Linked DNA regions of Macaca mulatta: all the other regions are linked to region 1. Evidence: chromatin contacts called from public Hi-C data. All regions are on one chromosome and are shown on one strand. The core of a region is the stretch at or near the end of the contact, and the rest is flanking DNA. Distances in the headings are between cores, read along the strand shown.

The links. A called contact is a pair of places that touch in the nucleus more often than the background predicts.
Region 2: a contact with region 1 is called in a Hi-C map of fetal cortical plate, with 2.3 times the contacts expected there. The contact joins the promoter of STARD3 here to the promoter of MIEN1 in region 1. A contact is called at or near these places in 2 of 14 Hi-C or Micro-C datasets (blood and fetal cortical plate).
Region 3: a contact with region 1 is called in a Hi-C map of blood, with 2.0 times the contacts expected there. The contact joins the promoter of TCAP here to the promoter of MIEN1 in region 1. A contact is called at or near these places in 2 of 14 Hi-C or Micro-C datasets (CD4 T cells and blood).

Annotation. Positions count from the first base shown.
Region 1 is chr16:64,083,547-64,087,027 of T2T-MMU8v2.0, forward strand. MIEN1 (migration and invasion enhancer 1) reads right to left here and starts at 1,565. Exons shown (of 4, transcript NM_001266804.1): 1 at 1,437-1,565; 2 at 1,226-1,323; 3 at 732-808; 4 at 382-645. The coding sequence starts at 1,525. The coding sequence ends at 562. LOC144335663 (a long non-coding RNA gene) reads left to right here and starts at 1,984. Exons shown (of 3, transcript XR_013406711.1): 1 at 1,984-2,947; 2 at 3,461-3,481.
Region 2 is chr16:63,985,124-63,988,604 of T2T-MMU8v2.0, forward strand. STARD3 (StAR related lipid transfer domain containing 3) reads left to right here and starts at 1,591. Exons shown (of 13, transcript XM_077971486.1): 1 at 1,591-1,678. It overlaps PPP1R1B (protein phosphatase 1 regulatory inhibitor subunit 1B), which reads left to right. Exons shown (of 7, transcript NM_001266974.1): 6 at 54-173; 7 at 263-1,068. The coding sequence ends at 312.
Region 3 is chr16:64,013,478-64,016,958 of T2T-MMU8v2.0, forward strand. TCAP (titin-cap) reads left to right here and starts at 1,875. Exons shown (of 2, transcript NM_001266832.1): 1 at 1,875-2,005; 2 at 2,252-3,083. The coding sequence starts at 1,896. The coding sequence ends at 2,645. The region is part of intron 1 of PNMT (phenylethanolamine N-methyltransferase); the gene reads left to right. It overlaps STARD3 (StAR related lipid transfer domain containing 3), which reads left to right. Exons shown (of 13, transcript XM_077971486.1): 13 at 1-54.

The sequences.
Region 1 (3,481 bases), core at 315-2,814:
AGGCAGGGTCTACTGTGGGACTCATTTTCCTTGCCTTGGCTATGCCAGAGGAGCTCACTGACCTAAGGAGTAGCTGTCCAGAAAGCCCACCCAAGCCAGCACAGCCACCCTGGCGGTACAAAGGCTGGGCCGGCCGGACTTCTGTGCCCCCCGCATTCCCAGATTGGACATATAAAAACACACACTAGTTAGCATTAGTGTTTGTAGTGCCACTTTACTGCCAATGGCTGACATTGCCCTGGGTTGGGGAAAATAAATAAAATCTACTGTGGCATCAGACAGGTATTACCGAGGTGAAGAGTGGACCAGGCTTTTGTGGGCACTTATCCTGGGAAGGGGGTATAAGGTGGCTGAGGAAGTGTCCGTGGAGAGTGTCTCTCTCCTGCCCCCAAGGCCATGGAATCTTATTCCTTCCTCGTACCCAAAAGGGCAAAGTGGAGGCCAGGGTCTCTTTGCTAAGGAGCTAAGTAAGGGAAAGAGGCAGGGGGAGCTCCCAGCAGGACCAAAGGGAGACCAAGGCTTGGACCCCAGAACAGAGCAGGAACCCAGAATCCTGTGCAGTCACAGGATGATGCAGGGAGGACGGCTGTTGGTGATCTTTTCTAGGGGTTCTCCTTTACTGGCTCTTCGGATGGCCTCAATGAGCTAGAGGACAGAGATGTGGAATGACAGGATGATGCACTGTTGGGGTAGGATGACCCAGAGGTCCTCCCAACACTGCAAATACTCACATCTTTCTCATAGGGAAAGCCCCCATTCTCCAGCTTGGAGAACACCAGCTGTCCATTTATCTCTATCTCAAAGGCACCTGGTAAGAAATCAACAGATAAATAAATGGTACACTGAGAACATAGGCAGAAATCAGGAGTTCCTTCAAAGGGGTCCCCCACCACTCCCACTGGAGACCCATTTGTAGCTCCTTAAGCCATTCCCCAACCCTGGGTCAACTCCAGGGAACCTGAGGGAGGCCCCGCCTGTGTGCCCCTGGCAACAATGAAAGACTCCCTCCCCTCCAACCCTACACGATTGCAGTCTAATAGGTTTTTCCCCCGCAGGCCTCTGTGAACCCCCTGACATATGGAAGGGAACTCATGTTGGCTGGACATTTTACCATGTGTCAGGCACTGCAGGCACTTTACATAAAGCAGCCAATGTCAGAACTAGAAAGCGGGAGAGCTGGGATTTAGAGTACAGACTGACTCAGCAGGTGTTCCATGAGCCTCACCTGTGCCCCCCAAGCGCGACTCGATCTCGATGCCCGGATACTGCTCCTTCACAGCACTGGCCAGCTCCAGGTAGGTCGCCTCGAAGCCGCAGGGTTCACTGGGGAGAAGAAATGGGGCTGGGCTGGGGACTCGGGGGTGGGGCCTCCCGTGGACCCACCTCCGTCCGGCCCACGGGACCAGGGTAGGGGTCCTCCAGCCGGGACCGCTCACCAGTACTCCACCATGATGCGGACCCCACTCCCCGGCTCCACCTCCTCGGGAGGGGGCGCTACGGACGTCTGCCCCGGCTCCCCGCTCATAGCTGCCTGCTCCGCTCGGGCCCCTGCTTCCGGGTGTGACGCGCTCAGCGGGCACGTGACGGGGCGGGGCCTCTGGAGCGTGGCGGGGCCGAGCGTGGCGTTGGGGCGGGGCCGAGCGTGGCGTCCGGGCGCCCCCTGTAGGCCTCCGCCATTGCTACGTTTTGACCTCGTACGGCAGCTCCGGAGCTCGCGCCCCGGGCAGAGTCTGGGAGAACCGGTACAGACCCTCCTTCCCCGGCCCGGTCTCCCGGAATGCCGGGCTTCCCCACTCCCGATGTCCGCCGGACTTCACGGCTTCATTTACTCTAATGGACTATCTTAGACTGCAGAGCGCTTTTCAGTTTACAAAAGAAAGAGAAAGCGGTGGGGCAACCATCCTGGAGATGGGAGTGGGTGTGGCTGATGTATGAAATAGTTGACATTTTCTCGCTCACATGCTGATGGCATTTGTTGTTTTTTTTCACTCTTGTTGCCCAGGCTGGAGTGCAATGGCGCGATCTCGGCTCACTGCAACCTCCGCCTCCGGGGTTCAAACGATTCTTCTGCCTCAGCCTCCCAAGTAGTTGGGACTACAGGCGCGTGCCACCGCACCCGGCTAATTTTGTGTTCTTAGTAGAGACAGGGTTTCACCATGTTAGTCAGGCTGGTCTCGAACTCTTGACCTCAGGTGATCCACCCTCCTCGGCCTGCTAAAGTGCTGGAATTACAGACATGAGTCACCGCGCCCGGCCCAGTTTTTTGTTCGTTTGTTTGTTTTAGGAGAGACAGGGTTTCACCATGTTGGCCAGGCTGGTCTCGAACTCCTGACCTCAAATGATCTGCCCGCCTTGGCCTCCCAAAGTGCTGGGATTACAGGCGTGAGGCACCACGCCCTGCGCTGATGCCATTTGGAACCGCCCTATAGTTACATACCCAAGTGTTTCTGATCCCAAAGCTCTAAACTGCTTTTTCCAGTCTTTTGTAACTGCCTCTTGCCTGCACTGGAGAACCGTAGACACTCTTCAGGCTGTGTGCCCCCAACAGTTCCTGCACATCCCCTTCTTATCCAGCCTCTCACTGGGGGACTGGTGTCATTATTCCCATTTTGCAACTCTGGAAATGGAGGCTGCTCAGGTCCTTGCTGCCTTTTCCCTGCCTGCAGTAGCGCTATGGTATCCTAGCACGCCACCCACTCTAGTGTCCCTTTAGGCTATTTTTCTTTTTCTTTTTCTTTTTTTTTTTTTTTTGAGAGGGAGTCCTGCTCTGTCACCCAAACTTGAGTGCAATGGTGCCATCTCGGCTCACTGCAACCTCTGCCTCCTGGGTTCAAGCGATTCTCCTGCCTCAGCCTCCCTAGTAGCTGAGATTACAGGTGCTAGCCACCACACCCAGCTAAGTTTTGTATTTTTTTTTTTTGAATCGGAGTCTTTCTCTGTTGCCCAGGTTGGAGTGCAATGGCGCGATCTCAGCTCACTGCAACCTCTACCTCCCGGCCTAAGTGAGTCTCCTGTCTCAGCCTCCTGAGCAGCTGGGATTACAGGCGCCAGCCACCCCGCTGGCTAATTTTTCTATTTTTAGTGGAGATGGGGTTTCACCATGTTGACCAGGCTGGTCTCGAACTCCTGACCTTGTGATCTGTCCACCTCGGCCTCTGAAAGTGCTGGGATTACCGCTGCACCTGGGCTTTTATATATATATATAAACAGTCAGGGCATGGTGGCTCACACCTGTAATCCCAGCATTTTGGGAGGTCAAGGTGGGCGGATCACTTGAGGCCAGGAGTTCAAGACCAGCCTGGCCAACTCAGCAAAACCCTGTCTCTACTAAAAATACAAAAATTAGCTGGGTGTGCTGGCGCACACCTGTAATCCCAGCTACTCCAGAGGTTGAGGCAGGAGAATCGCTTGAACCTGGGAGGTGGAGGTTTCAGTGAGCTGAGATACCACTGCACTCCAGCCTGGACGACTGGACGACAGA
Region 2 (3,481 bases), core at 341-2,840, 98 kb before region 1:
AGCCAGATGGCTATCCGGAGCCTGTGTTCTTATCTCCTCTTTCCCATCCCCAGCTGGGCAAAAGACAACCTGTGGCCAGGGTCTGGAGGGGCCCTGGGAGCGCCCACCCCCTCTGGATGAGCCCGAGAGAGATGGAAGCTCTGAGGACCAAGTGGAAGACCCAGCACTAAGTGGTAAGGCTTGGGAGTGTGGAATGAGGAGGCGGGGCTGGGATCTTGGTGGATGGGGCCAGGCCCTGAGTGCCTCTCTGCTTGCCTTTCAGAGCCTGGGGAGGAACCTCAGCGCCCTTCCCCCTCTGAGCCTGGCACATAAGCACCCAGCCTGCATCTCCCAGGAGGAAGTGGAGGGGACATCGCTGCTCCCCAGAAACCCACTCTATCCTCACCCTGTTTTGTGCCCTTCCCCTCGCCTGCTAGGGCTGCGGCTTCTGACTTCTAGAAGACTAAGGCTGGTCTGTGTTTGCTTGTTTGCCCACCTTTGGCTGATGCCCAGAGAACCTGGGCACTTGCTGCCTGATGCCTACCCCTGCCAGTCATTCCTCCACTCACCCAGTGGGAGGTGGGATGTGAGACAGCGCGCACTGGAAAATCCAGAAAACCGGGAACAGGGATTTGCCCTTCACAATTCTCCCCAGATCCTCTCCCCTGGACACAGGAGACCCACAGGGCAGGACCCTAAGATCTGGGGAAGGGAGGTCCTGAGAACCTTGAGGTACCCTTAGATCCTTTTCCATCCACTCTCCTATGGAGGATTCCAAGTCACCATTTCTCTCACCGGCTTCTACCAGGGTCCAGGACTAAGGCGTTTTTCTCCACAGCCTCAACATTTTGGGAGTCTTCCCTTAATCACCTTGCTCCTCTTGGGTGCCTGGAAGATGGACTGGCAGAGACTTCTTTGTTGCGTTTTGTGCTTTGATGCCAGGAATGCCGCCTAGTATATATCCCCAGTGGGGCACATGGTAGGGGGCGCCAGGTTTTCCTTGTCCCCCAGTTGCTCTGCCCCCTTCCCCTTTTTCCCTGACTCCAGGCCTGAACCCCTCCCGTGCTGTAATAAATCTTTGTAAATAACTGTGCTGAGACTCCTCTTTCAGGGGAAGCGGGAGGAAAAGGGAGGTAATGGGGCATCCTGATAGGGAAGGCCAGTGGTCAACCAAAGGTTAGGGTTTTGACCCTACTGTCCAATCCTCTATTCTAGGAGTCTTTCTGGCAGACAGCAGGCTCGGGGCACTCAGAGGAAGAACCACAGAAGTTCTAGCTCCTGCTTGGGATAGCTGAAGGAGGCAGGTGGGGTGGGTGGGGTGGGGAAGTCCTTCTCGAGTAACTGGATTCCTCCAAAGATTCCCCCATCCCCACAGGGCTCCCCTCGGGAAATTCCCCTTTTTCCCTCACAGCCAGGCCTGTGTGGCCTAATAACTACGGCCCCGGTGTTCTTTCCACTCCCCTACCCTTAAGTTAGACTTCGGCCTTCGCGCCCGCTTCTGCGCAGGGCCAGGGCTGGAGGCGGGGCGAAGGGGCGGAACCGCAGGCGGACGCACGTACCGCTTCGCTCTCAGGGGCAGACTCAGCGGCGGAAGTGGCGCCGCTGAAAGATCTTCTTCCGCTCTGAGGCGCTACTGAGGCTGCGGAGCCGGACTGCGACTGGGGCGGGAAGAGCCGGGGCCGTGGCTGATATGGAGCAGGTGGGTCCCAGAGCGGTCGGTGGGAGCGGGTGGCGTGAAAGGGCCGTCTCCCGTTGGTCGAACCCGCTTCCCCATCCGCTGTCTATGCTGGTTTCCATCCGACCCTTCCCACACCCGCTGCGTCTCAGGTTCCGCCCCCTTCCTCTGCCTGGCCTCGCTTCGCTCCGCCCCGCGCGGGTCGGGGTCTCCAGCACTGACTCTTGGCGACCCCCCTATCCTGGGGAGCCCGAGGAGGGCGTTCGGGATCTCCTTCCAAAACCTCCGTCTTAACTGAGGAGAGAGGCGAGGGGAAGGTGTCTGGGTGTTACGAGCAGGGGCAGGTATGGGGAGGGGTCGGAATCTGGGATGAGAGGAAAACATCTACGCATTCCGGTAGGTCTGCGTCTCAGTGTCCTCCCTTATCTCCCCAACTTCCTTTGGAAACGGCTGTGAATAACTTCCTAATTGATATTAAAAGGGCCCTTTAAAGTCTTGAGTTCTTAGAGGTGCATAGTACCATTGACACTCATTCCTAATGACACGTTCCCCCACCCCACCCCTGTTTTGGCTTAGTCAGTGTCTCCTGGTTTTCTTCCTACCGCTCTGACAGTCGGTCAGAAGTCCCGCTTCACGTTTTCCTCTGTCACCCAACTCCTCGCTCTGTACACTGAATCTCAGTGGTCTCATTTACCCCGACGGCTTCAGCTTTACGCCAACTAAATACCCAGATCCACATCTTCAGCGCAGCCCTTCCCTGGAGCTCCACGCTTGATTATCCAGCGGCCATTGGGACAGCTCTGCTTCACGTGGAGCTCACCGGATCCAAACTTGAACTGGTCTTTTCCGTGCAGATTAATTCTTCCTCTACCCTAACCCAGGCAGAAATCTGGTAATTACCTTACACTTTCTCCTCTCTTTCAAGTCCCACATCTTAAAAGTGACCTAGTACTGCCAACTTCGTGAACATCCTTCACACTGGGCCCACTCCATCTCTTCTGTTACCACGCTGTTGATGTGTTGTCAATTCCCAACAGTCCAGCCCTGGCAGCTTGCAACCCAGTCTCCAAACTGTAAGTCTTGTGATCCTTTTAGAACACAAGTCTGATGGTGCCAATTCCTTGCTGATAACCTTTTTCTGGCTTTCTGTTGCCTATGTGCTGAACGCCTAGCACAATTTACACGGCTCTCTGTGATCTGACCTAGCAGTCTCCTATGTGCACCCTAAGGTCCAATAATATGGCACTGCGGCATGTGCCATGCCTACCCTTGCTGTTCATATCTTCGTCACTTTGCACACACCAGCCCCCGCCGCTTGAAAACCTCCTTCTCAGGCCGGGCGCGGTGGCTCAAGCCTGTAATCCCAGCACTTTGGGAGGCCGAGGCGGGTGGATCACGAGGTCAGGAGATCGAGACTATCCTGGCTAACATGGTGAAACCCCGTCTCTACTAAAAATACAAAAAACTAGCCGGGCGTGGTGGCTGGCGCCTGTAGTCTCAGCTACTTGGGAGGCTGAGGCGGGAGAATGGCGTGAACCCGGGAGGCGGAGCTTGCAGTGAGCCGAGATCACACCACTGCACTCCAGCCTGGGAGACACAGCGAGACTCCGTCTCAAAAAAAAAAAAGAAAACCTCCTTCTCTTGTCTGCTGAGCTACCTTCTACAGGTTTTTCAGCGCAGGCAGCACTGCACCCCCCCAACCCCCAAGGTTAATTGCCCCTCTGTGTCCTGTAGCACCCTGTCCATAATAGCATAGTAGCTGAGAATACAGACTCCTGGATCAGACTGCCTGGGCTCTGACCTGTTTGGTGACCTTGATGAAGTCAG
Region 3 (3,481 bases), core at 625-3,124, 70 kb before region 1:
GGACCTTTGTAATTTAAGCCAATTAAAAATATGGACTCAAAAAAAAAAAAAAAATTCCAGCCCCTCCCGCTGCCTTGCCTCTTGAGGGAAGAGGAAGGCAGGCAGCAGCTTGGATGAAGAGGGAGACCCCTCACACAGCCTCTCCTGGGCTCACAGGAGGGCGGAGCCTGGGGAGCCAGTTCCTGGAACATGCCCCCCCTTTCCTGACCTGTTCAACTGAGCAGATGACTGGTCAGAAAAAGTGCCCCGCCCCCTGCCAGGCCTCAGCTAGGCAAGTTAAAGTCTCTAGTCCAGGAATGGAGGTGGGGGTATGGGCACCTGGCAGTGCTCACAGCAAGCCTTGACTGTGTGGCCTGAAGGTGGGGCCTGAGCTTCAGGGTCACTGAGGCATCTCTGGGATCCCAGCCACCTGGAGCCCCGGACCTCCCAGACTCCACTTACCCATTGCCTCTCCCCCCACCGCACTCACACCAGGGGCAGCCTGGAGCCGGGATTGCAGGGCGGGGCCAGGCCACTGCCCTCCTCCTCCCTCCTGGCTGGCTTGCCCCCTTGCCTGCCTGCACGCAGGCTTCCAGCAGAGCCAGCTTCTTCAAAGCCAGGTGGATCCTGTCTTGGTCCTGCCTAGGTGTGTGACCCTGGGCGAATCTACCTCTCTCAGCTTCTGCTTCCTACTTTATGAAAATGTGACTGATGTCACAGGGTTGTTACGAGATTAAAAGATACGAAGAACCGGGCACAGTGCTCAGTAATCAGTAGTCTGCAATTCTGCACCCAGGTGGGTGCCCATGGGCCTTACCTGCTCCTGGGTACTCTGCTGTCCCCACGGGGTCCTGAGCTCAGCCCCTGTCACTGCCTCTCCTGCTGCCCTTTGCTTTGTCCACTCGGCAATGTTCTCACTCATCCCCCCACGCCTACCACCTGTGTGCCAGCTTCTTGGACCATGAGTTGCCACTCCTGGGGTGCTGGACTGTCCCCACAGCCATCTGTCTCCCCTGCTCCCCATGAAGGAGAGCCAGTCCCCTCCCAGGTAGCACATCAGAGCTGGCAGGCTCCAGAGGTCTTCTGGTCCTCTTGTAGTGGCCAGAAAGTGGGGAAAGGGGCCCAGAGAGGGGCAGGAACTGACACATGGTCACACAGGCTATTTATGGCTGATCTGGAGCTGGAGCCAGGCCTTCTGTCATCCATCAGAGCCCCTGGATTTCCATTTCACCCAACACAGGGTGTTGGGGTAGAACTGGAGGCCCCCTCCACCCCTACTGTCCTGTCTCCTAAGACCACTTATCTGACCACCAGCTGTGGGGAAGGAAAACACTTGACCAAAGCTTATGCCCCAGGTTCCCAGGTATGGAATTGACTTCCTCTGCCCCTGCTGGTGTGGTGAGGGTGACTGGGGACGAGGCACTAGGCCTTCGGTGCAGGCGCCTGAGGACGTGGTTGCACTGTCCCTTCTGGGGATGTGCCCTTGAGCCCAGGCAGAGGAGAGCACAGCCAGGGCAGGACCTGGCAGCCCTGGTACAGAGCCCAGAGGGGGCATCAGTTCCTGCTGGTCCTGTTCTGTTTACAGACAAGCTGCTGTCCTCCCTGCAAAGGGGAGTGGGTGGGGCAGAGGGCAAGTGCCAGGGGGGCACGAGGCTGGGCATGTGGCTGGCCTGAGACGGTGTCTGAGTAATGTCAGGCACCTGGAGGCATAGGGCCCTGAACCCCAGACCTCTGACCAGGGAGCAGCCAGCGTCCAGGTACCCTAACCCCTGCCCTGGGTCCGGCGTCCCCCCATTAGTGAGTCTTGGCTCTGCTTATAGCATCTGACACCAGAGGGGCCGAAAATAGCCCCTGGAGAAGGGGGAGGAGGGGGCTATTTAAAGGGCCTGGGAGGGGAGAGGGAGTGAGGAGTGATCATGGCTACCTCAGAGCTGAGCTGCGAGGTGTCCGAGGAGAACTGTGAGCGCCGGGAGGCCTTCTGGGCAGAATGGAAGGATCTGACACTGTCCACACGGCCTGAGGAGGGGTGAGTGTGGGTCTGCCAGAGTCCTGCCTCTGCTCCTCCAAAGCACCCTCACTGAGCCCTGAGGCCAGAGCATGAAGCCCTGGAGAAATTTCTGGGGGTGGGGGAAGGAAGAATGCCCCATGGGAAGAGCAAAGGGGAACCACCCCTCCCGCTCCCAGGTCCCAGCAGCCCTGGGGAGCCCCCCACCCAGCCTGTTCCCGGAGAGCAACAGCTCCCAAGAACTCACTGCCCCTCCCCTCTCCCTAGCTGCTCCCTGCATGAGGAGGACACCCAGAGACATGAGACCTACCACCAGCAGGGGCAGTGCCAGGCGCTGGTGCAGCGCTCGCCCTGGCTGGTGATGCGGATGGGCATCCTCGGCCGTGGGCTGCAGGAGTACCAGCTGCCCTACCAGCGGGTACTGCCACTGCCCATCTTCACCCCTGCCAAGATGGGCGCCACCAAGGAGGAGCGCGAGGACACCCCCATCCAGCTGCAGGAGCTGCTGGCGCTGGAGACAGCCCTGGGTGGCCAGTGTGTGGACCGCCAGGAGGTGGCTGAGATCACCAAGCAGCTGCCCCCTGTGGTGCCTGTCAGCAAGCCCGGTGCCCTTCGTCGCTCCCTGTCCCGCTCCATGTCCCAGGAAGCACAGAGAGGCTGAGAGGGACTGTGACTTGGGCTCCGCTGTGCCCGCCCTGGGCTGGGCCCTTCCTGGCTAGGACTGTGGAGGGGAGCTGCTGGCCATGGCTGCTTTGTAGTTTGCCCAGAGTTGGGGGTTAGGGGAGGAGGGAGCCAGAGGCCAGGATGCCTGAGCCCCCTGAGTTCCCAAAGGGAGGGTGGCAGAGACGGTGGGCACTAAGGGTGGAGAGTTGGGGGCCAGCACAGCTGAGGACCCTCAGCCCCAGGAGAAGGGACAAAAGATACTGGTGAGGGCAAGAGGTGCCTGGGAGGAGTGGCCCTGATCCAGGAAAATGTGAGGGGAATCTGGAATGCTCTAGGCAGAAGAAGCTGGGAGAGAGGGGGAGGTGAAGAGGGCAGAGGCAAGGATGGTGGGGCCCCCAGCACCTTCTGTTAGTGCCGCAATAAATGCTCAATCATGTGCCAGAGTTGCGTCTCTTTCCTTGTGGTTGTCGGGGCTGGCCCATGGGTGTCCCCCCAGTGCCCACTTCTGGGACCAGGCTCTGCATCTGAGCTAAATATGGCAGAGCTAATGAGTACGCCCCATACTTGGGGTGGGGAGGCCAGGACAGAACTATAAACAGAGTGCTGTCTCCAGTCTCCTTCCCGTACCCTGACCCATGTCCAGTCCTGGCTTCTGTGTTCAGCCCCCTGGCACTGGGTGGTACCCAGCAAGCCAGCTGGCATCCAGAGTTTGTTTCAACGATGTCTCGTGGAGAATATAGAGGGGCTGGTGCCAGGACTGTCCTTGGCTTTGCCTCAGGGTGTGAAGAGGGTCAGTGACCTCAAAGCTAACCTGCCTCTCAGTTCTGAATCCAA